4 separate regions of the Zea mays genome follow, and regions 2, 3 and 4 are each linked to region 1. A link is a contact called in public Hi-C data. All regions are on one chromosome and are shown on one strand. Each heading gives the region's core, a stretch centred on a gene start, on an enhancer-like site or on the middle of the called end of the contact. The rest is flanking DNA. Distances are from core to core; before and after follow the strand shown. Region 1 holds the start of LOC103644146 (nuclear pore complex protein NUP1-like). Region 2 has its middle 7.9 kb from the start of LOC100275635. Region 3 holds the start of LOC100284036 (calmodulin binding protein). Region 4 holds the start of LOC100284409 (syntaxin 121).

Evidence for each region. Hi-C and Micro-C count contacts between places; a contact is called where the count stands out from the background.
Region 2: a contact with region 1 is called in a Hi-C map of leaf, with 2.3 times the contacts expected there. The contact joins the enhancer-like site here to the promoter of LOC103644146 in region 1. A contact is called at or near these places in 4 of 25 Hi-C or Micro-C datasets (all in leaf).
Region 3: a contact with region 1 is called in a Hi-C map of ear, with 2.1 times the contacts expected there. The contact joins the promoter of LOC100284036 here to the promoter of LOC103644146 in region 1. A contact is called at or near these places in 2 of 25 Hi-C or Micro-C datasets (ear and tassel).
Region 4: a contact with region 1 is called in a Hi-C map of ear, with 2.0 times the contacts expected there. The contact joins the promoter of LOC100284409 here to the promoter of LOC103644146 in region 1. A contact is called at or near these places in 3 of 25 Hi-C or Micro-C datasets (ear, leaf and tassel).

Annotation. Positions count from the first base shown.
Region 1 is chr1:292,755,052-292,757,751 of Zm-B73-REFERENCE-NAM-5.0, forward strand. LOC103644146 (nuclear pore complex protein NUP1-like) reads left to right here and starts at 1,334. Exons shown (of 16, transcript XM_008667343.4): 1 at 1,334-1,772; 2 at 2,294-2,340; 3 at 2,433-2,575. The coding sequence starts at 1,454.
Region 2 is chr1:293,006,955-293,009,654 of Zm-B73-REFERENCE-NAM-5.0, forward strand. No RefSeq gene overlaps it. Among protein-coding and RNA genes, the nearest start is that of LOC100275635, 7.9 kb to the right of the region's middle. Within about 2 kb of position 1,432, at least 18 of the 20 cell types and tissues checked have an H3K27ac peak or open chromatin away from gene starts, as enhancers often do. A contact at or near this core is called in leaf, where this site is marked.
Region 3 is chr1:292,606,076-292,608,775 of Zm-B73-REFERENCE-NAM-5.0, forward strand. It overlaps LOC100284036 (calmodulin binding protein), which reads right to left and starts at 1,437. Exons shown (of 7, transcript NM_001412716.1): 1 at 1,025-1,437; 2 at 773-894; 3 at 1-166. The coding sequence starts at 874.
Region 4 is chr1:292,574,375-292,577,074 of Zm-B73-REFERENCE-NAM-5.0, forward strand. LOC100284409 (syntaxin 121) reads left to right here and starts at 1,302. Exons shown (of 1, transcript NM_001157304.2): 1 at 1,302-2,674. The coding sequence starts at 1,621. The coding sequence ends at 2,541. It overlaps LOC103644142 (trafficking protein particle complex subunit 8), which reads left to right. Exons shown (of 29, transcript XM_008667340.4): 29 at 1-467.

The DNA of each region.
Region 1 (2,700 bases), core at 84-2,583:
CGAACACACATTTTTTTGTCCCCCGGTTCTAGAAACCACGACAGATGTTGAATAGGTACGACAAAAAGATATTTATATAGTTTTAGTGTGGTATATGGAGATAGTATAGAGGGAAAGGCTCTAGATGATAGAGATATAGGGGGAGAGGTTGCTGAGGTGGCACAGTAGTGAGATATAGATGAAAAAATAGAAATCGAAATAAATGGACATCACCTTTTGGTACTTGCTGCTATTCCCCTCGATGCTTCTTGGCTGAATGGTAAAACTTGAAAGTACAATCGAAATATATGGACTTTATCTAGATGTCTATTTATCCATCTCAGCCCATGTCCATATATGTTAAAGATTAGTGTAGAATTTTTAGACCCTATTTGTTTCTTCCAGAATTATATAATCCAGCTTATGAATTATATAAACATCTATTGACTTGCTTATGAATCATTATAATCTAGATATCTAGATTACATAATCCACCTAATAATTTGTATTATTTGTTTACCTCTCAAATTATTTAAGTTGGATTATATAATCTAGATGGTAAACAGATAGTGCCTTAACCTAAGAAGTAAGGTTAATATATGGGCATCTAAACTAAACACTAGTTTTTCTTAAAACAGAAAAAGTAGTTCATAAGCATTGAAATATTTCTTGGGGGAGGGAGGAAAAGGAGATCGGGGTGCAAGATATACTTTGAGAATGGTATACTCCTAGTACAATTTAGAACTTGGAAGGGTAGCACATGCTTTGAACTAACATGGAGGAGGATTGAACGTTGTTTTTCACACAGCAATTTTCTTTACCTTGAGCTTTTAGAGGGAAACATATTGACTTCATTTGTTTTTTTTTCAGAAGTTATACTGACTCGACAAGTTCTGTGTTTTTTGGCGGCCACATGTATGTTATTATGTACATCTAAAATTCTGAGCTAAAGGTGCAAGCAAATTAGATACATTTGATTGAGTAATTTTATTAATTTAAATTAAGCACATGTTCCCACAGCATTATTTTATTCTACAAACCTAACCTTCGCTCCATAAATCTGGATGTTCAAAAACCCGCAGAACTGCGAGTGCCAGATAAAATATGATACTGATAACGGCAAAGAAGCACCCAGGCCATATCCGGCGCCAAAAAGAAAGGCTGTTCAAAATTTCGAACCATCCTTTTGCATTAACGGCTCTAATCGTGTTCAAACGACCAAATCTGAACTTTAATGGGCTGCACGGGAAGCGACAGTGCGACACACGGGAGCCCAATGCCCACGCCCCGCGCACGCCAACACGCCAGAGCACCGAAATAGAGACAGGAGAGGCTGCGCAGCAGCACACAGGCCTCGCGACGCGACTCGCGGGACGGAAGCCCTAGTTTTTTTCCTTGCGTTATTCCACCCCCTTCCTTCCTACCCCGCGCCTCCGCCCCATCCTCCACCCTGCGCCCCCGCCTCCGCCGCGCCATGTACCCAAGCCCGTACGACGGTTCCGGCGCCGGAGGAAAGATCCGGCGCCGCCCGCACCTCCGCGCCGCCTCCACGCCCTACGAACGGCCCCCCGCCGCCGCGGCGGCGCACCGCCTCGCGGCCGCTGCTGCAGCGGCTTCCGCATCCTCGGAGCCCGGCGGGGAGCGCGGCGGCGGGGGCGGTGGCTGGGTGTCCCGGCTGGTGGACCCGGCCTCCCGCCTCATCGCGGGTGGCGCCGCGCGCCTCTTCGGCTCGGTGTTCCGCAAGCGCCTCGCCCCGCCGCCGGCCCCTTCTCCGCCGCTGTCGTCGCCTCCTGGTGAGCATGAGATTCATCTGTGCTCCCCTCCGCTACCTGAGATCGGCGTCCGCAACAACCGTCCGTGATTTTTATTGGGACTAGGGTTTCGGACTTCCCGAGCATGCTAGGGTTTACCTGCACCTACGTAAGGTTTTGGGTGATTTTGGCTGTGGATGATTTATTGGCGATACATAGAGTTGAGCTCGTGATGAAGCTGATGTGTTTTGCCGTGGTAACTCACATGAACTTTCCTGCAGAAACGGAAAGCTTTAAAACCGTGGTTTGCAGTTATGTATAAAAGGAAACATATCACAATGATTGATTGGTGTATGATAGAGTCAATTTTAGCGCTCAAGCGGTGTCTAACCAATTGGATCCTTATGTTTTTATTGGTGGATGCGAAATAAAAGAGCTCTCTTACTCTCCGCATCCTTTCTTATGGTTGGCTCTTACTTCCTAATAGCGATTGTGTAATAATTGCATATAAATAAACTAATAAATTACATTGTTGCTGGTCTGATCACAGTTTTTTCTTGCAGGACGAAACAATGAGCCAAAACAGGGCTTACCTGATTCAACACATGTTGTAAGTAGCAACTGACAGTTTTCCAGTTAAACAGAACACGCTATATATTATGTTTAGTGAGCCTGTATTCTATTTGGTTGACCGTTGTTCAGACCAGAACATTTCAAAACTCAATGCAGGATTCACTTCCAATCCCAGAGGGTGGAATGGAGAAAGGGAAGAGCATAGTTGACACATCAGATGTCAAAGCAATGTCTGAAGTAGAGCACTTGTTAATGCGAAAGACATTTACTAAGTATGTAGCTGCATAATTACTATTCTTCAATTTATTGTGTTTGATTTGCTATATTTTTTCTTGAAATGAATTTCGTAAATTCTCAATTCATAACTAGCATTCACCGTCACCCCTGGTATTATCTG
Region 2 (2,700 bases), core at 182-2,681, 250 kb after region 1:
CACCGCATCCGACGACGACACCATCACGCCATCCAGCTCATCGTCCACCTGAAGCCCAACCTGCCACGTAAGTCGCTACTGACCGGACATGAATTCTTGCGCGCTGGGACGATGGACGTTGCTGATGTTGTGTGAGTGTCCTTGAACATGATGTATGTAGTGTAATAGCGCATCTGGTGGTGCAACGGCCAGGGGTACTACCTCGCTGATGAGCCCGGGGTGCACTTCGTTTGGCAGCCCAACCAAGAGTCATTGGTACTCGTCATGTCGCGTGCGTTCGACGACTAATATATCGAGGATTGTGGCGTCATCTTGGCGCCGAAGGTGACACAGAGGAGGATCGACAACAGTGGCCAGTTCGTCATCCTCGCCACCGTCAGAGTAGCTTTTGTGCCGGCTTGCCTTTAATTCTCTTCGCAAACACATACACACTTACCTTTTTGTTTAAGCAAGAGCATATGGTGGTACGTGTCTGATGACTAACGATGTACGAGGGAATTTTTCCGGCATGTGTGGAATGTGCTCTCCAATGATGAGACCATACAAATCGTGGCATATCGAAGTCTGCATGATACTGATGGTTGCAATGTAGTGGTGAAATAACTAGATTAAAATAACAAAATTTATGTATGGCTAGGATCACAAATTGATTATGAAACATTTTCTCATAACAATATAACACACATTTTGTATATAAGTTATCGTAGTATACTGACATTATATATTCCCGTTGCAACGCACGGGCATTCAGCTAGTAAAAGTTATAAGAAGTTAAAAACCTGTAGAAAGTGTATGTTTTTTATGTAGTGAGTAGTCAAAAACAAGAAGCTATATTATGTTTGGTGAATGAAAAAAAAATCAAGGTCATGTTTAAATAAGCTAGAACTTAATAGTTAGCTGGCTAAAAAAGTAATATTAAAATTACCTAGCTAATAAATACTTAGCTACTATTATCTGTTTACTAAAAATAGATAATAACTAAATTTTGGTTCCGCTCTTTGGATGTCTACCGTTAATTTTAGAAGCTAATAACTATTAGATCTAGTGTATTTAACGTACTGAAAACAAAACGCTACTAGTATCTATGGATTAACTTTAATCTGAATTGGCTTCTACTGTTTTTGTCTGCAGTCGGTCTTAATCGAAGCGAACAGCAGTGGACGCACCCCGCACTAGGCGCGCCGGCGGCCGGCCGCGCAGGGAAAAGACTAGCAACGCAACGGCTAACCACTTCTTACCTACCACCTTGACCAGAGACATCTTCCGAATGGAGCTTCTGACTTTTTCATCCACGAGAACTGAAGCACGGTACATGTCAACTGCATGCCACCTGCCGTACTTGACCGGCGACTTTGGAGTTTGGACATGTATGCACACAGGCAGCCTCACACTGTCACACATCGCAACCGCCACTTGCTCGCGTGACTCTCTCTCTCCCTATAAAGCCGCCGCGCCCGCGCGTTGCACTGCACCGCTCCGTACTCCGTAGAGCACACGTCGCCAGCGGACCGAGCAAAGCACGTACGCAGCGCCAGTTGGTCGAGAAGCTTGGTGCAGCTGCCATGACCATGACCGTGGCCGCCATGCCTTCCTCCGAGGCGTCGTCGTCTCCTTCCAAGCGAGCTGCTCCTGCTACCGGCCTCCGAGGGCCGCGGCCGCTGCCGCTGAAGGTGTCGTCGTCGTCGTCGTCGCGGGGCTCCTCGCCGGCGCCGACGACGGCGTCCACTACCACCACCAAGAAGCCGGTGATCGTGTACGAACACACGCCCAAGGTCATCCACGCCAGGCCGCAGGAGTTCATGACCGTCGTGCAGCGGCTCACCGGCAAGCCCCCTGCCACGACGACGACGTCGTCCTCGTCCTTGCCGACGATCTCGCCCGCGACGGCCGAGGAGGGCGGCGCCGGCGACCCTCTCCTGCTCACGCTCGGCCAGCGCCGGGCCGCGCCGGCGCCACCAACGACGGCGACGACGACGCAGCTGTCGTCCCCCATGACCGCCGGGACGCTGCTGTCCCCGGGCATCATCTTCTCCCCCAACACCATGCAGACCATCCAGGAGCTCAGCCCCTTGTTCTAATTCTAATCAAGCTATTTAGTACTGTAATGTTTTTATACATAGGCTGAGTGTACAAGAATTTTCAGTTTTTTTTTCGCGCTGTTCGTGCAAAATTTCCACTTGCATGCACACAGGGTGGGTAAATTTCTCACGCACAGCGCGGTTTGCTTGCCTTGTTGCTACTTGCTGCTGTGCATGCCATGACGTCACGCAGCAGCAATGGTAAATTTCTTGTTTCCACGAGAGTTAACCATCATGACTCTCTCGCCGTCTCATTAAGTATTTTTAGCTTTGACTAAATATGCATATAAATATATTAATATTTATAGCATAGAGTTAGTATCTTCAGGTATATTTTTAATATTTTGTTTGAATGTATAAATATTGTTGATATTTTATAAATTTAGTTAAATTTGAAAAAAAATGTTGACTGAGACTTATTTTAGAATGGACGAAGGAGTTCAGATGCCAGATGACCGGTATACACAAGAGCATATATACTTTCACTGTTCTAAAAATGTAACTATAGTTATAGATATCAAATAAATACTGTTAGATTAATTATAAAATATATTTTTATAATAAATTTATTTCAAGTTATAAATATAAATATTATTCACTAGCAATTTAATCAAATATGAAC
Region 3 (2,700 bases), core at 187-2,686, 150 kb before region 1:
TCTCTTTCTGGGCTTCTTCAGTTTGACAAAATGGCATATGAGCTGAACTACGAGCAGGCTCGAAGCATGAAGGTACATTAGAATCATCTTCAGGTGGATCATTTCCATAAGAAACCTCTGGAATTTCTTGTGCAGCAATGCTATTGTCATCTTGAGAGTGCTGAATCTGAAAATGAAACTGGTCGGCGACATCGGTTTTCTGCAGTTTCTCCAGTTGGCAACTCGTAAGCAAAACAATGTATATTCTGAGTCTGAGGGAAGTGGCACAAAAATATGTTCTCCATGTGTATATCAGAAGGCAAGGTTTGGCCATACTAAGCTATACATATCCATCAGTTAATTTAAAGCTCTTGTGATTGCATAACCACCAAGATTTTTTGTTCTCATAGTTCAAGAAGTGCCAATGAAGTCAAGTACTTAAGTAAGCTTTGAACAAAGCAGGTAACAAATTACTCAACAATATGCTCTCCTCAGTAAAAAAAAATTAAAATTAATTCAACCAGTGCACAAGGAATTACCGACTGCAATCCCGATTCAGTCAAGGATGGATAACTAACATTGATCAGTACAGACCTTCCCAGGATATGATCAAGAAGCCTGATTAAATAGTTCATTCTTTTGGTGGTGTGGATTGACTCGGGTATGAAAAATGATTCTTGCATAATCCACATAGGTCCAGGCAATAAGCGAAATGAATGCACCAACCACCAATTTAAGAACAAGATACGCCAGAACTGGATAATGATTGGAAGAAACTCGGCGCGGCGCGTACCATTCGACCAACATCTGCATCATCCTTTCGCCGCTGCTGCTGCTGCCGCCCCACCTTCCTCAACCCAACTAACGACTTGAGCCACCTCGCCGAGATGCCCATCGCGCCGCCACTCCGCCCGCCTCAACCACAGTAACATAAAGACGCAAACTTTCCGGTTTCCGTTAGCACCGGCACAAAACTGCAGCACAATCACACAGGACGGAGGGGGGAGTGAAACAAAAAAAAAAAACACCGTGAAAAGCGCATCACCAGATCAACGCCGGCCGAGAGACGGGGTCGCCTTGCCGGACAGTAGCGGCGCCGCTTGGCAAAGATTCCGGGAGCAGGGGGCAGACGTGGTGCCCGATCCGGAGGCCGGAGTAGGCGTGTTGAAGGAACCAAGAAAAGGTGGCCTCGGTGTAGCGCTAGTGCACACCGTGGTGGAAGTGGAACCAGGCGGCCATTACTGCCGCAGCAGTGACGCCGCTGTGCTCCTCTGCGTGCGCATTATTGCGCTCGCTGCCTCCTGCGTGGTGTGTCGCGGCGCGGCGTGGCAACACTTGCAACTGCACGGAAGGGAACGAGAAAGGACGGGCGCTTTTCTCGCGTTTTCACTTTCTGCACCGCATGTCGGAGTCCCTTTTGTTGCCGTTTTCCCCTTCATCCTGTGGAATTTCAGGCGCCCTTTTTGCTGGGCTCCAAGAACCGGGACAAAATCACGCTGGGTTCAGCGAGTCGTGCACACCGTCAACTGAAAGCAGCCTCATTGCTGCGATTTTTTTATTTTTTGCGAGTGGTTTTCTTCTGAGACCATGGGAGGATCACGTGCGTTAGGCCAGTTTTTACCTTGCTTTTTAGCCCAGGAACGGTAGTATCATCTATCCAAATAAAATTCATCCAGTGTAATAAACATTTAGGATTGTTTCTGAATTGTTAGTTCCAGTTAAGGACCTACAGTGTTCTCTGTCACTGATGATTGAGCGCGCTCATAGACCGGATGAAAAATGTGGTTCGTCTCGAGATTCCGCTTAGGAAATCGTATGATAATTATTAGTAACGTGCTATCAGCTACCAGAGTACCACTACCAGTACTACTACCACTGCTCTGCTGCTGCCAATGAACAGCGAACAATGAACAGTAACCGGTCAGTCGGCTACTGATCAGAAAACGACATATACTCTTCTTCTCGGAAACAGGCGGCGAGCGCCATGCTGCCATGTTACCTGTCTTTGTTAGTCCACGACTGGTACGCCCGTTATCATTCAGTGGTCTATATATATCAAAGTCTCGTTGGACGGCACAATTTGGATAGGTTGCCGGATTCAAATTCAGATGCTTGTCTTTCTTTTGAATTAACGGCGAGTGCTTCGCCATAATATATATTACACGATAGAAACTAGAAAGAGAAACTTACAAGCGGAATAAAAACAAAAACTCTAGTGCAGAACCTACCAAAGAAGTAGAAAAACAGCCCAGAAAGCTCAAGGTTAGTCGGTGGTTTGCTGCATGGCCAGGCTAAACTGTGGGTTGTTATCTCTGATCAGTTGGGCTACTTTCGACGGTTGCAGCTCCTGTTGTTGAAAGGTTATCTGATTCCCCTTCCAAATATTCCACCAGATATAAACTAAAATTCCATCAGGAGAGGTTTTGTGAGGTCATGCGAATTCCCTTATGCCAAGTTCTCTAGTATTTATAGGTACAGCCATCTTCCGTGTTTATGTGTGAAAGGTTGAACCGTCTTCTAATCATGTGTCATAATTCTTCAGGGAAAGACTGGAAAGTACAGTCTTTGCACAGGTGCATTGGGTTCTTACTTCTTTGTCTGTCTCCAAGGTTCCCTGTAAAGTCTTGACTAACCGTAATAATTGGGCGAATAGGTCTTTAACAGTTTCTTATAAAGAGTTTGCATATAGGGATACTATACTCCCCCTATATTTTAATTACG
Region 4 (2,700 bases), core at 52-2,551, 180 kb before region 1:
CAAAGATCTGCCCCGGAAGTTCCCTGACTGAATATACTTGGATACGCTCATGGTTCTGCTTCGGTACCGATATATTTACACGTCATTTTGAAGGATGAGTTCTGGTGAGTACATGTATACAATTGTCGCTGGGAACAAAAACTAACGGTAATTGCTGGTGGATTTTTGGCAGACAGAATATACCGATAGAAGTTTTGCTTGTCTAATTGTTGATGGTGGCTAGTAGGAGCATATACTATTCCTGTACATCCTGTTTAACTTGTCGCTGCTAGACGATTTCGCAAATGTAGTATGTAGTGGTAGATGGATCCGATAAATTTTCTGTAATTTTGACGAGGTAATCAGGCAATCGTCTCGAGATTGTTGTTGTATGGGCGACAGTATTTTTTCATTGTTTGTACAATCCTTTTAAAAATCATCGTCTGGCCTTGAGCCTTTATGCCATATGGGTATATGTTGATTCCCCTTTTCAGTTCCTCGTATCGACGTCCAGCTGTCCACATCAGGTGCAAGTGTCTGAGGGGTGCTGTTATTTTTGATATTTTCTTTTCTTTCTGATCGTGATGTCGTCTTTTGGAGATCGTAATCACTACGGAATTGCTATGATATTTTGTGTGATGACGTTGTTTTTGGGAGATCATAATCAATACGGAATTGCTGTGGTGACTTCGAAGAGCTAGTGTATCATGTCGCCCCTTTTGCCTCTGATACGAACACATTTGCACTTCTGTAGGGTGCAGTTGTTTTCGGATATCATAACCACTATGTGACTGCTATGATACTCTGTGTGATGACTCTGAATAACATACCATGTGGGTTCTTTTGATACTAGCCAGATGCACGACGGGCTGACGAGCACGGCGCCTTCTGCTCGATCCAGTGCATGCGCCGGCCCGGCCATTTGGCCAGTACCTTCGCCGAGAACTCCTTGATCCTTGTGTGACGCTGACGCAGCATGTCAGCATGTGGTGTAGTACTTGTACTTCTAACTTCTAAGAGATACTCAAGCGACAGTACGACACTATGCTACAGGGTACCGTATCGCCCTTTTCTCTCTTGTCTCGGTGTTACGAGACAGACAAGTGGATCTGTAGCTGTGCAGTTGGGTTGATCGGGTCAGATCAGCCGGTCAGCATGGATCGGATAGTGCCGGGTGGTTGGTAGTTACGGCTCGTTGGATTTCCAGCGAGGCGACCCGGCGAAAGACCTGGACCCGCGCGCCGAATCCCACCACCCATCGCGTCCCCAAGAACCCTCGCTCGTACGTGTCCGTGCCCCCCTCTGCCCTCTCCTTCGTCCCACCTTCCTCCCGCGTTGCCATTTCAGAGCAAGGTGGCGCGCGCCGCCTCCTCATCACACGGTCTCCTCGCCCGCCACGGCGTCACATCACATGGATGCCTCGGCACGGCCGACTCCTTCAACTCCGCGTCCGTCGTCTTGTTCCATCTCGCATGATTGATTGAATCTCCACGCCCCCCTTGTCCAACTACCCCTCCCACTATTTCATTTCATTTCATCCCCCCGATCCAAGAAACCGGCCACCGGGCCGGAGCGAACCCTTAGAAGCGACCTTGGCCCGTGAGGAAGCCAATCAGCCAGAGACAGAACAATCCATCCACCATGAACAGCCTGTTCTCGAGCTCATGGAAGCGCGACGGCGGGGACATCGAGTCCGGCGGCGTGGAGATGTCTGCGCCGCCGGGCGCCGCGGCGGGCGCGAGCCTGGACAGGTTCTTCGAGGACGTGGAGTCCATCAAGGACGAGCTCCGCGACCTGGAGCGCATCCAGCGGTCGCTCCACGACGCCAACGAGGGGGGAAAGTCGATGCACGACGCGGCGGCCGTGCGCGGCCTCCGCGCGCGGATGGACGCGGACGTGGCCGCGGCGATCAAGAAGGCCAAGGTGGTGAAGCTGCGCCTCGAGTCGCTGGACCGCGCCAACGCCGCCAACCGGTCCGTGCCCGGGTGCGGGCCGGGCTCCTCCACCGACCGCACCCGGACGTCCGTCGTGGCCGGGCTGCGCAAGAAGCTCCGGGACTCGATGGAGTCCTTCTCGTCGCTGCGGTCCCGCGTCGCGGCCGAGTACCGGGACACGGTGGCGCGGCGGTACTTCACGGTCACGGGGGCGCAGCCCGACGAGGCGACCCTGGACGCGCTGGCGGAGTCCGGGGAAGGGGAGCGGTTCCTGCAGCGCGCCATCGCGGAGCAGGGCCAGGGGCGCGGGGAGGTGCTGGGCGTGGTGGCGGAGATCCAGGAGCGGCACGGCGCCGTGGCGGGGCTGGAGCGCAGCCTGCTGGAGCTGCAGCAGGTGTTCAACGACATGGCCGTGCTGGTGGCCGCGCAGGGGGAGCAGCTGGACGACATCGAGGGCAACGTCGGCCGCGCCAGGTCCTTCGTCGACCGCGGACGCGAGCAGCTGCAGGTGGCGCGGAAGCACCAGAAGAGCACCCGCAAGTGGACCTGCATCGCCATCCTCATCCTCCTCGTCATCATCCTCGTCATCGTCCTCCCCATCGTGCTCAAGGGCGTCAATAAGAACTAGGCCGCCTGGCCTGCGTAATTCGTTCTAGTTTTTTTTTTTCGTGGCCTTTGTATCATACATACGGTTCGTTGATACGGTCGTCTTGATTATATTTTCTTCTATTGCCTCAACCTTCGATTACATGGTTTTGTTTATAACACATGATTCATTTTCTTTTGC